3 separate regions of the Mus musculus genome follow, and all the other regions are linked to region 3. Evidence: chromatin contacts called from public Hi-C and HiChIP or PLAC-seq data. All regions are on one chromosome and are shown on one strand. The core of a region is the stretch at or near the end of the contact, and the rest is flanking DNA. Distances in the headings are between cores, read along the strand shown.

The links. Hi-C and Micro-C count contacts between places; a contact is called where the count stands out from the background. HiChIP or PLAC-seq counts read pairs in DNA pulled down with a chosen protein or histone mark.
Region 1: a contact with region 3 is called in a Hi-C map of embryonic stem cells, with 2.9 times the contacts expected there. The contact joins the promoter of Trpv2 here to the enhancer-like site in region 3. A contact is called at or near these places in 8 of 39 promoter capture datasets (the C10 cell line, cranial neural crest, frontonasal cranial neural crest and 5 more), 2 of 484 Hi-C or Micro-C datasets (embryonic stem cells and nephron progenitors), 3 of 115 datasets of contacts at active chromatin or transcription factors (the SCID.adh cell line, bone marrow-derived macrophages and embryonic stem cells) and 3 of 9 other capture datasets (adipose tissue, liver and pancreatic islet).
Region 2: an H3K4me3 HiChIP or PLAC-seq map of embryonic stem cells shows a contact between it and region 3, with 21 read pairs. The contact joins the promoter of Ubb here to the enhancer-like site in region 3. A contact is called at or near these places in 2 of 39 promoter capture datasets (hippocampal neurons and neural stem cells), 4 of 115 datasets of contacts at active chromatin or transcription factors (embryonic stem cells and stem cell-derived neural progenitor cells) and 3 of 9 other capture datasets (adipose tissue, liver and pancreatic islet).

The regions. Positions count from the first base shown.
Region 1 is chr11:62,573,143-62,577,409 of GRCm38.p6, forward strand. Trpv2 (transient receptor potential cation channel, subfamily V, member 2) reads left to right here and starts at 2,485. Exons shown (of 15, transcript NM_001382489.1): 1 at 2,485-2,983.
Region 2 is chr11:62,548,383-62,552,482 of GRCm38.p6, forward strand. Ubb (ubiquitin B) reads left to right here and starts at 2,789. Exons shown (of 2, transcript NM_011664.4): 1 at 2,789-3,213; 2 at 3,758-4,100. The coding sequence starts at 3,764.
Region 3 is chr11:62,352,534-62,356,704 of GRCm38.p6, forward strand. It overlaps Ncor1 (nuclear receptor co-repressor 1), which reads right to left. Exons shown (of 45, transcript NM_001252313.1): 23 at 2,038-2,155; 24 at 1,838-1,939; 25 at 701-801. Among named protein-coding and RNA genes, the nearest start is that of Ttc19, 73 kb to the left of the region's middle. Within about 2 kb of position 2,893, at least 4 of the 459 cell types and tissues checked have an H3K27ac peak or open chromatin away from gene starts, as enhancers often do. A contact at or near this core is called in embryonic stem cells, where this site is marked.

The DNA of each region.
Region 1 (4,267 bases), core at 1,235-3,734, 220 kb after region 3:
ACCTCAAAGCTCACTCCCAGTGACACACCTCCTCCAACAAGGCCACACCTCCTAATCCTTCCCAAAGAGTTCTACTAACTGGAGACCAAGTATTCCAACATGATATTATGTAGGAACATTCTCATTTAAACCACCACAAGCGGCTAGGTCTTAATTGCTCAGCTGTTTCTCAAGCCCCCTTTACTATTTATTATTAATTTCTATCGTGCATTTATATTTACATGATGCATGTGTGGTTGTGTTACAGGACAACTTTGTGGAGTCAAGTCTGTCCTTCCAACTTTACATAGGTTCTAGGGACCAAATTCAGGTCACCAAGCTTGCATGACCAATGCCCTTTCCTGATGAGTCATCTTACTGGCTTTATTTTAAACATAAAGCCACAGCATTAAGATTTAAAAAATTCACCAGGCAGTGGTGGCACACTCCTTTAATCCCAGCACTTGAGAGGCAGAGGCAGGCGGATTTCTGAGTTCGAGTCCAGCCTGGTCTACAGAGTGAGTTCCAGGACATCCAGGGCTACACAGAGAAACCCTGCCTTGAAAAAAAAAAAGATTTAAAAAATTCTATTTCCAAGGGAACTGCAACCCTATAGGTGGAACAACAATATGAACTAACCAGTACCCCGGAGCTCTTGACTCTAGCTGTATATGTATCAAAAGATGGCCTAGTAAGCCATCACTGCAAAGAGAGGCCCATTGGACTTGCAAACTTTATATGCCCCAGTACAGGGGAACGCCAGGGCCAAAAAGGGGGAGTGGGTGGGTAGGGGATTGGGGGTGGGTGGGTATGGGGGACCTTTGGGATAGCATTGAAAATGTAAACGAGGAAAATACCTAATAAAAAAAATTCTATTTCCCATTCTGCTGCCCTCAGTTGCTTCAAGAATTCTCTTTCAGAGGCTTCACCTCACTCAGGAGAAGTTGGAGCCTTGTCTTCATAGAAAAAAAAAAAAAAAAAAAAAAAAAAAAAAAAAAAAAAAGCTAATATGAAGTAACTGCTTAAAAAAAACAGAGTTTGTTAAAGGAAATTTTAAGCATAGATTTAAACATTTATGAAGTTGATTGCTTAAATGCATATACGTGGCTTGGTTCCTGCTGCAAGGAGTCACCTCTTGGGGCCTCGCCCAGCTAAACAGAAGTGCTGGCATTACTCTGCACTTGCAGTCCTAAGCACATTTGAGCAACAGTGGATGGCTAAGTATGTTATTATAGGGGGCAGGCAGCACAGTACAAATCAGCCTCTGCCAGGGGCAAGGCAGGTGTCTTAGGAGTACGTTTCTAGGGCCCCTCCCCCCAGTTTAGGGTCTAGCTGGTCTAGCTCTACTGAGAGGAAGTGATGTTTAAACAGAAAATAGAGCAGGAAGCTGTGGTAGAGGCTGGCCTGGCATGCCCATGTTCAAGCACTATAAAACCAACAAAGAAACACAAACACAAGCAGAAGATGCTTAGAACTAAGGTATGTGGCCATGATGGCGATGCTACTGTGTGTGTGCGTATATGTGTGTGTGTGTGTGTGTGTGTGTTGCTTGTTGCTCCTAGCAGGTGAGACAGCTTGTACTACAGAGAAAACAGGACATATTTGGGAAGAGTGGAGGGCCATGCCAGCTAGTATTTGCTGAGTTTTGCCTTACAGTGGACTCATCTGAAAGATGACCAACCATGGAGGCACAGTTATAACACCAGCACTGTAGAGAGAGAGGCAGGAGGATTGCCACAGTTGGTTTCATATCAAGTCCTTGCCGCAGGTAAAAGTGTAAACCAAACTAAAATCTAAATAGCTGCCGTGGCTAATGACTGCCATACTGGACGGTACAGGTCTGGAGTGTAGCATGGTGAAGGTGACATGACTGGGGCGGGCCTCTGGGCTGCATGAGGTTGTTGTATGAAGTTTGGGTTTTATTTTTAGTGCTATGAAAAAGTGGCTTGGAGGTGGGGGTGACATTAATTAATTAATTTTTGTTATTTAGTTTTTCTTTGATTACTGATACTGGGGGTCAAACACAGGGCCTTACATATGCCACTAAGTCTACCATTAAAGCTAAACGCTGGCCCCTGGTTTATATTTTTAGCAGACCACCTTAGTTGGTATAAGAATGGGGTGTGACGTATGAGTGTAGCAGCGGAGAAGCAGGGGGACCGGTTTGGTAGAACATTCTCACGGGAGAGAAATTAGTGCTTTGGACCAATCAAACAAAATTTGGGATGTGGAGCAAGGACAGAGGTCTTCCGGCGAAAAAGAGAGGGAGAGCTGGTCCTTGTTCTCCCTGGCAGTGCCGGGGCTGTACAATTTCAGCCATTCCTGTTGGCCACACGGTTGCCACCTGCTGGCTGTTTCTGGAAGTGCCCTTGTAAATGGATACTCGGGGGATCCCTGGGGTCAGGACGCTGAGCGAATCTTCCTTAGATGGAAATAATGGCTGGATGGGTTGGGCTGCATTCTCTGGGGCAAATGCTAGACTGAACCTCTTCTCTCTCTGGGGCTATCCCATTCTTCTCTCCCTTGGGTCGGACAGTGATGAACCAAATGGCCGGGGGAGGGCACACGGTGTTAAGAATCAGGAGGGGTGGGCGTCAGTGTTTTAGGGCATGAATCCCACACCTGTGCCAGCTTCCACCCAAGCCTAGGTCCCACCACCCCAGAACTTCCTCTGACTGCCCCAGGGGCTTCTCTGGCTACAGTTGTGGGTGGAAGTGCACCGATGGAGGAGCAGGGCGTGTCTCGCGAAAGCAGGGTGTGGCCAGTGGTCCTGATGATCAGCCCAGTGGCCAGTCACTGGTCCTTGACAGGTTGGCGTTAAGCCCGCACTATCCACTGTGTGCGACGAACAGGTGGAGGGTGGACGATACAGAGAAAGCTACGGCCAGCTACGGAGGCTTCCGCGGCACTTCCTCTCTCAATCCCCGCTGCTGGAGAGTCCCGCTAGGCTTGGTGATCCTGGCTTGTAGTCTGCTGCCGCTACGCCTTGACTTCAGCCTGAGGGGTAAGTCGATGGGCTATTTCAGGATGTCCTAGGGGTTGCGTCTGGAAGTATGACAGTGAATGATTGGATTGGTCTCCCGGCATCTCCATCTTGGAATAAGGGTCTGCGTGGGATCTGGCTCCCTGAACCTCCAGGCCTCTTTCTCTGCTGCCAGAATGGGGATCCCAGGAGGTAAGGTAGACAGCCTCTGGAAGACAGTTGTTGCTGCTGGGGGTTGGGAATGATGTCAGACGCAGCGTCTGCCAGGATTTGCTTGAGGGTGGAAGCTAGACTGCGCAAAAGGAGGATGCCCATGTCCTACTAAGGTGGGCAGAGAAGTGAAACCTCAGTCAGGCCCCCTGGCTATTGTGGAAAATGCCCCACCCAGTTCTCTGAGTGTACTGGGATCCTGTAACAAATTGAGAGTGGGCCGGGGCCACACTACCGCTTCCTCTCTTGGCCCTGTTTTTTTCTGTCCCTTATTTCTACCAACCTGTTCCCTGCCCCTTTTTCCTACCCCCACTGTCTTCTGACCGGCTCTGATTCTTTCCTTCCGGTTTCTGAACTCTGAGGAAGACAGAGGCTCCCCAGCTCTAACTAGGTCCCAGCCCCGGCCACGTGATGGAGGCTGTGGTTGCTGTTTCTGTTGAGGGTGAGGTTAGCTGTCAGCTAACCCCAGACCCAGTGTGCAGTTTGAGGTGGGAAGGCAGATAGCGCTTGCCAGCTCTAAAGCCCCTTCGGAGGTGGTGTCTTATACCCTCAGATATGAGTCAGACTGGAAACGAACGTAATTGGGTTCTGAGAACTGAAGAGGACCATCAGGACACGAAGCGAGGTGGCAACTCACTTCTCTTTTCTGAGTCGCGGTTGTTCTGGCAGCAAAAGGAAGGGTCTGATAGACCAGTAGTTCCCTGGATCGCTCCCTCTCTACATTAAGGGTTTCGTGGCCTGTGCTGGCCAAACAACTGAAGTTTTATCTGTCTGTACCATTGGGCACTGGGCTTGATATCAGGTAGAGAATGGGTGGGGTTGTGAACACAAGCATTCTCACCCCTAAATAGGATTTGAGTCTTCTTGAACATCAGAAATTCCCAAGGGGGATAAAGACAGTCCTGACTTCCTGTGAGATAATATCAAAGTGACAACTCTGTCAGGTCCCTGCTCCCAGCACATCTTCCTGACACTGCCTCTCTCCTTCACCGCTGATTTTCCCTCTTGGAAAGCTAACAGTTTCCCACTCTCCTTCCTACACATACACACCCCTTCTGTTGTTGTTGTTTTGTTTTGTTTTTGTTGTTTTTTTTG
Region 2 (4,100 bases), core at 1,539-4,038, 200 kb after region 3:
CCCTCTTCTGGCCACTGCAGACACCTGTGTCCACATGCATGTATGCACACAGAGACACATAATTAAAAATGAGAAAATGGGCTGGTGAGATGGCTCAGCAGGTAAGGGCACTGACTGCTCTTCCAAAGGCCCTGGGTTCAAATCCCAGCAACCACATGGTGGCTCACAACCACCCATAATGAGATCTGACGCCCTCTTTTGGTGTGTCTGAAGTCAGCTACAGTGAATTTATGTATAATAATAAATAATTTTTTTAAATGAGAAAATATTTAAGTATAAGACAGTTGGTTATGTGCATAACTAAGCAGTTGTGATGGAAGTGTGGCCTCCACAGTCCTCACTGTCAGGACTCCAGTTTCTCCTTCAATGTGGTCTGACAAGTTGTCAGACCCGGGTGAAATCTCTACCTGAGAGAGAAATTCCTATAAGGCAAGATCCAGGATTTTAAGCCTTTTTCTTCTCTTAGTGTGAGATTCCTCAGTAAATTCTAATTCCTTGGGGTCTACTGTGTGAGAGGCCTGATAGCCCTAATGGAAGGACATACGTGTCTCAGAATACAAGTGTCTCTTTCCTGCCAGTACAGTTATGGTGGTACACACCTGCAATTCCAGCACTTAGGAGGCAGAGGCAGGAAGATCATGAGTGTGAGGTCATCCTGGGCTATATAATTGAGTTCAAGGCCAGCCTGATCTACATGAGACCCTATTTCAATAAATAAGTCTTTTCCTTTTCCTTCCTTTCTTCCTTATTTTTGTGTTTGAGGCAGGATGTATTCCTGGCTATCCTCGAGCTCAGAGATCCCCTTCCTCTGCCTCCCTAGTTCTGGATTAAAGGCATGTGTCACTGTGTCACTGCTGTCCAGTCAATACATATTTCTCACACGCATTTAGTTTCCACACTCTGGAGGCAGGAGGCAGAGGCAGGGGGGATCTCTGAGATGGGAGGCCAGCCTGGTCTACAGAGCAATACACATACACACACACACAGGTGTATTCATGTGTTTTAGGGCCTAAAGATGACACAATTTTTTTTTCTATTGTGAACAAAAATGGAAAACAGTTCCTTTTTAATTGGAGAAACATTGTTGAACTAACTCAATAAACTTCTAATCTCAAAATTTATACTGTCTTTTTTTTTTTTTAAATCTGTTTATAGAGGGCTGGAGCAGTTAAGAGCACTAGCTGCTCGATTCCCAAGCAGCCACACAAGTACTCAGCAGTCTGTATAGTTCTAGGGTATCTGGTACCCTCCTGAGCTCCTCAGGTACCAGATACACAGGTACTATATAGACATACATACAAGGAAAACACTCAGATATAAAATACTTTTTAAAAAAATCTGTTTACATCATGCTGGGCACGATGGTCCGTGTCTTTAATTCCAACACTCGGAAGACAGAACCAAGAGAATCTCTTGTGAGCTCTTGATTTACATAGTCATCCCAGGCCAACCAGGGCTACAGAGTGATGGCCAGTCTCCAAGGGGTGGGGCTAGGGGTGAACACAGCACAAGCAACAAAAACTATGCTACGGAAAAAAAAATCTATCTTGTCCAGATGCCATTCTTTTGAAATATTATTACTGGGTTGAAGTCACCAAACGATCTACTTTGAAAACAAAACAAACTAGGAAGCAATAACCCGTCTGGCAATTGCTGGAACTTACCCCAATGAAGTCATCGCATCAATCATAAGATCAGCACTCTGGCTGAGTCTGTGCCTCAAAATGTCTGACTCAGACATACTCTGCTTGTTGAAACAAGGTCCGACTCATGCTTCCTAATAAAAATAAAATACTATGCAAAGGAGACATTTTCTGAATTTCAATTCACTTCAAATAAAATTCTACCTGCTCTTTATTCTAGAAAGCAGACTTTGGGCTGGGGAATCAAACTGGAGCTTTTGGTTCATGCTAGGCAAACCAGCTATGTTCCTAACGTTTCCTTCAGTAATATGGTAATAACTCGTAAACCTTTACAGAGTGAAGTTTAATCTGTTAGCGTAGCTAGACTTCTTACTGTACGGAAGCCGGTAGCCTATGCAAACAAAACTGTTTACATGGCCATCCTCGTGACTCCGCATGACAAAGCAATCCGAGCAGTTCTGCTCCTTCCTTGTTGATCTCGATGAGGGAAAAGCAACCACACCCAAAACCTCAGAACCTAGTCCTGAGGTTGAGGTTCTAGGATTAACGGGCCCCTTCCCTTCCTTTGCACAATAGACATCCCAATGGGAGAGGTGGGTGAACCCCGGGTACTGAGTCTAATAGGCATTTCTCCTCTTTCCTTCCTTTGTTTGTAGATTGCTGGGGAGGGAGAGAATCTGTAAGTCCGGCCGGGCTCTGGGCTGGGTCTCTGGCTAAATCCTCAGCTTCCAGCCCGGCAGCCACCCCACTCCCACCCACATCTGGGCCCGTGGGCGGCTAAGCCACAAGACAAAACAACTAAAAACACTGGCTACGGAAGCATCAATGCTCATACTGGAGGGGGCCTGGGCGAAGCTAGAGTCCAGCCAGGGGGAGCAGGGTGAGGTCGCAATTCACCCTGTGGCGTAAAGCCGCCGAGCGATGGGTGCGAGAGAACCACGGGGAACTCGGGACGCGGGGTTCCGGACGCGGGAAGAGAAGACGCCCCTCCCCCACCTCAAGCAGGAAACATCAGTATTTCGCTAAGGCGAGCGCCCGCACATGCGCACTCGGTTACTTAGCAACGTCGACGTTAAACTGCCCGAGAACCGAGCCCAGCAACAATCGAGCGGCCCGCGACCTCCACCAATCAGCGTCGGCCTCATCTTTGACTCCTCACCAATCAGCGCTGGCGCCGCAAGGAGGTTTCCAGAGCTTTCGAGGGAGGGCCCTTTAACTTGGATTCATCCGCGTGATGATTTTTTCAATTTTTTGCACGAGAGGAGACGAGACGCCGGGAATACAGTGTCTCTCGTTTGGTAGTACTCTTTTCTTTGGTTCTGAAGAATCGGGAGCTCGGCAAAAACGCCTAATTGGTCTGGGGGAGGTGGGGGCCCGCGGAACTACTTTCGGTGGCGCAGGAAGACAACAGCTACGTAGGAGTGAGCAGTCACGCAACAGACGCTGCATAAATAGCGGCTCGCGCGGCCACTGAGCTCAGTGACGAGAGGCTTTGTCCGGTTCGGCGGTCTTTCTGTGAGGGTGTTTCGACGCGCTGGGCGGTTTGTGCTTTCATCACATTTGTTAACAGGTATTTGTCTACGGCGTTTGAATCATGGGAGGATTTAGAGAGGGGGCTTACGTGGTGCTAAGCGGGCCTTTTTTTTCTTGGGGTGGGGGAGGGGAGCGAGGTGACGTGACGCGGCAACGGGCCTTCCGGGAAGAGTGGGCCTTGGTCGCGTGCGCGGAGCGGGGGCGGCCCTGGCGCGCGCGCCAGGGAGCTTAACGGACGCTTAACCGATGGAGAGTCCATCGTGGTTATTTCAGTGGGGGGAGGCAGAAAAGAGGTACTTCTCACTCGGGCATTGTTTATTACTTGAATTTTTATCGATGGCTTCTGGTCTGGATATTTTTTATTTTCAATTTATCATGTCTATTGTTAGCGAACTTGGATGCCCCGCAGTTGATGAATGTTCCAAATGCCAGTTTAGTGTTTTGGAAAGGTTTAGCAGTTTGAAACCATGACAAAACAGGTTTTATGTTATGACAAAAAGGGGAGGAGTTTTGAGTAGAAGTATTTTGTAGGGAATCGAAGATTTTAGTAGGCTTTTAAATTTTTACCTTTTAAATTCAAGGTCAAAATGCAGATCTTCGTGAAGACCCTGACCGGCAAGACCATCACCCTAGAGGTGGAGCCCAGTGACACCATCGAGAACGTGAAGGCCAAGATCCAGGATAAAGAGGGCATCCCCCCTGACCAGCAGAGGCTGATCTTTGCCGGCAAGCAGCTGGAAGATGGCCGCACCCTCTCTGATTACAACATCCAGAAGGAGTCAACCCTGCACCTGGTCCTTCGCCTGAGAGGTGGCATGCAGATCTTCGTGAAGACCCTGACCGGCAAGACCATCACCCTGGAGGTGGAGCCCAGTGACACCATCGAGAACGTGAAGGCCAAGATCCAGGATAAAGAGGGCATCC
Region 3 (4,171 bases), core at 1,643-4,142:
ACAAGGCTTAAGCATTTATGACCAGCAACTTCTCAAGGGATGCTGGTGCTCAGGGTCGTGGGTGTCCACACCGCTGGTAACAATACCTTAGGTAACAAGGATACACCACAACAATAGGCTAGTAACAATATACAAAAACTGTATCCGTGTTTATAAAAGGCAGACTATATGAACTTCACTACTTTTCTCATTCATGTAAAAATTTTAAAAAGGAGGTGTTTTAACATTTCAAGTTAAAATTAATATCTAGCTAGAAAAAGAAATTAATCAAAATTAGGATTCTGTTTAGTCTCTGATGTACTCAATGAATTTGAACACAGCAGCTTACACATTGAGATCACAAATATACCTTTTCACAAAGAAGCATTTCTCATTGTTTTCTTCTCAATTTCTATTTAATCTAAGCACATGATAAAAGCTTTTACAGGAAGTCCATAAGGACTATAATATCTTCTGCAAGTTTCTTTTGCCAATTTCCAGGTGAGTAGTAACACCTTGAATAACTACAGTATAGATACCATGGCTTGGAGTTAAAATGCAGCCGGAAAGGAAAAGGTCTGGAGATCTGAGGTTTATTACTGAGAGCTGGACTCATAAAAGAACAATGACCCATGCTGCTATAACAAGAGCACTGCTATAACTAAAACTCCTGAGAAATCCAGCTTTCCAGGCTCCAGGAGATGATGGCCCATGCACTGACCTGGGTAATAGAGCCCCGCAACGATGAAATGGTCTCCACTGAGATTTTGCTGGCTGGAGTTCCCCGAGTTATACTTCCTTCTTGGACAGCCCCTGCAGTGCCTGAATGAAAACAAAACCATCACTAAATCATTGCCTTCTTCCTAGCAGCCCCTACTCCACAATACAAGTTCTCACACAGCAGAATGGGGCAAGCATAACAAAAATTATCCTAATGAAATGCATGGCTCAAATAATATCATAATGATCTTTAAAAGGATTGTTCAAACTGATTGATGAAGGTCCTACCCCTAGCAGAGGAACTACTGGTAGCTTATAACTGCTTAGGGAAAGAAGCAATTTCTCTTTAGGGAACTAGAAACATGTGTAGACTGCCTATAATCCAGTAGATGGCACAAATACACATGCATATATAGGCAATAATAACTGCACTATCAAAAAAATGAGAGAGCAGTGGCTGAGAACATGAGAGTGGGAGGGAGCATGTTGAGGGGGAAAGAGTTGGTGTTGGGGAAATGATCAAAATGCACTATACAAATATATGAAATAACAGAATAAATATATTATTAAAAATTACGGCTGACAAATAATGTCAGAGTTTGGTGGGGCTTTTTGGTTTTGGTTTCGATTTATTACTATATGCCCATCAAATTTCAAAAGTTTTAAAGTTATTGGCTCAGCGATTAAGAGCAGTGACTGCTCTTCCAGAGGTCCTGAGTTCAATTCCCAGCCACTACATGGTGGCTAACAATCATCTGTAATGGGGTCCAATGCATTCTTCTGGTGTGTGTCTGAAGACAGCTACAGTGTACTTGTATAAATAAAAATAAATAAATCTTTTTTAAAAAATAGCTATCTTTACATGGAAGCAAAAACATAAAAGTCAGTAACTTGAAGAAATAAGTCATTAAAATATATTAATGACTAAGCTGTTTGTATTCATGTATACTTTGGAGGCTGAAGTAGGAGGACTGAGAATCCAAGTTCAAACTTGACCATACAGCATATCCAAGGCCAGTAAAATTATCACTGTTACCACAACTTAGGATGTACCCACAAAAAAATTTTAATGAGTTCCTTTATAAAGTTTACTATGGGCAAAGGTTTAACATAACTGTTAAACTGGATACAGTTTTACCTCTGACCACACCTTCATGCTGCGCTCTGACCAATAAACCCTCAGGTTGTGAGTTTTGGCTTCTCGGAGAAAATTCTTCCTGCTTGATGTAGGTCAAAGGAGCTATGGGGAAAAGAAAGAGAACCATGAGAAGACCAACCACTGAGTGGCTGACCATGATGCTACAAACAGGCGTGATAGAACTGTGGCCACTCACTGACCTGCTTTGGTAGACTCCTGCTGCCGGGGCAATCCCAGAGAGATAGACCCCACGGAGGGCTTAGGGGCTTCTTGTGGATAAGCCTGATTATGAGAAGACAAGTAAGTGCCAGGAGTTCCCTAAAAAATAAAAAGATAAAAGAGTCAAAGACTAAGCATTGTCTCTCCTGAGAGTAAAGTCAATCTTCACGTTCCATCTATAAAAATCTATATCTCTGCCACTCACAACTTTAAAAAGTAATTGAACAAAAGGGAAATTTCAGCATAGATTATTAAGTTAGAAAAACTAAAGGAGTAAAATATGTATACTAACAATATCACATATTACATATAGATTATTTATTAGCCAAGTCTGGCATGGCCTTGTTAGGGACAGAATGACATGGTTCCTGTACTTGGGACAGGACCAGGAGGTGTGAGCCTCCACCAGAGGTGAAGGCTGGGGAGGGTGGGGGGTTGGGGAGCACGAGGCTTGTTTGTATAATAACATATATACTTAACATTCCTCCTCCAAGGAAAGTCCTCCCAGTTAATGTTGGTGACTCCATGAAAATCAGAGACAGCAAAGAGTACTGGAGGTGTGGCTAATGTCTCAGCAAGTCAACATGCTTGAAGAAGGTAAGTGCTGAGACCTTCAGGATAGCTCTGATGGCTATGGAAAAGAACTCTTAAAAACTTGTTCAAAAATACCTAACTCCTCAAAACCTAAGGATGCAATATTAATTATATGAGGGGTTTCACAAAGCTAAAGGAACAAAGGCAGCTGCGCTTCCAGCCAACTTATCAAGAGAGTTACAGAGGAAGGAGAGAAGAGATGTAGGGAGTGGCACTCCGAGAGACCCCACCCAGCTCATTAGTTTTGTTTTTATGCTTACAAAGGCAGACAGATTCCAGAATTCAGGTTCAGCCAGGGACTGAGCAGGTGTGATAGAAATGGTAATTTCAGGATAGGGTCCCACTCTGCTAGTTTATTGTCTATGCTTAATAGAGGCAGACAGATTTCTGAATTCTTTTGCAATGTTAAAAGAAAATGTGCTTGTCCCAGATGCAGATGCTTTGGATCATCCTAAGGAAGCTTGGAGTAAATGACTGGATTAATATGGAGAACAAGAGATCGGGTTTATGATCTGCGAGAGTTAGCTATCCAAAGATGGTTTTTAAATAGGAAGAGAGAAATGCCACAGGCAGAGCATAGAGAGAGCTGTCTGGAGATCTGCAGAGAAAGCAGACTGGAAAGCTGTCTCAAGCAGACATAGGGCACCAGCTTGGCTCATGTTTGACTTCAAGTAGTTTGTTTTCAAAGCTCCCAGACAACCCTTTTCTCAGGAATCTGGACCTAGCCAAGGCTGGTCCTTCATTCGCATTTATTAAATTACCTACAGCATTTACCACAATGCACTCAAAATGTAAGCTACTATTAACAATATTTTATATGTCTTAAAAATGCAAAAAGAACATCTATGAAAATAGCAAGAGATCAGAAGATATTTGAAAAGTTGCAACACATCCATTGGAACCCAGAAAGTTGTGTGTATATACAAGGCTATGCATACCCTAAACAAAGCCCTAAGGAGCTCTCACCTTTAGCTGACCTATTTTTAGTAAACTGAAGTTTTTTTATGAGAGATATGTGAGTCTGTCAGAACCATTACAGCAACATCGTAGATGGTCAACATCAAGCTGACCTCAAACATGTGATCCCACTGCCCCAGCCTCTAGGATGCTGGGGATTAAAGGTATATGCAACTATGTCTAGATCTAAATTACTTCTGACTTAAGGTACACACACTCCTTTAGATGTAATACTGCTGCATATTTAACAGGCTACAGCATGGAACAAAAATAAATTTTTATATATACTAGAAAACCAAAAAGCTCATGACATTGTTCACTAAGATATTTATTTTCTACGATGGTCTGGAATCAAGCTGATGATGTCTGCACTCATGACTGTATGAGCCAAGAACTTATAGAAACAAAGAATACATTAAAATTGCTAAGCATGTTGGTGCAGGCCTTTAATCCCAGAATTTGGGAGGCAGAGGCAGGAAGATCACTGTGAGTTCAAGGCTAGCCTGGTCTAAATAGTTACATTCCAAAGCCAGTAATGATACATAATAAGACACTGTCTCAAAA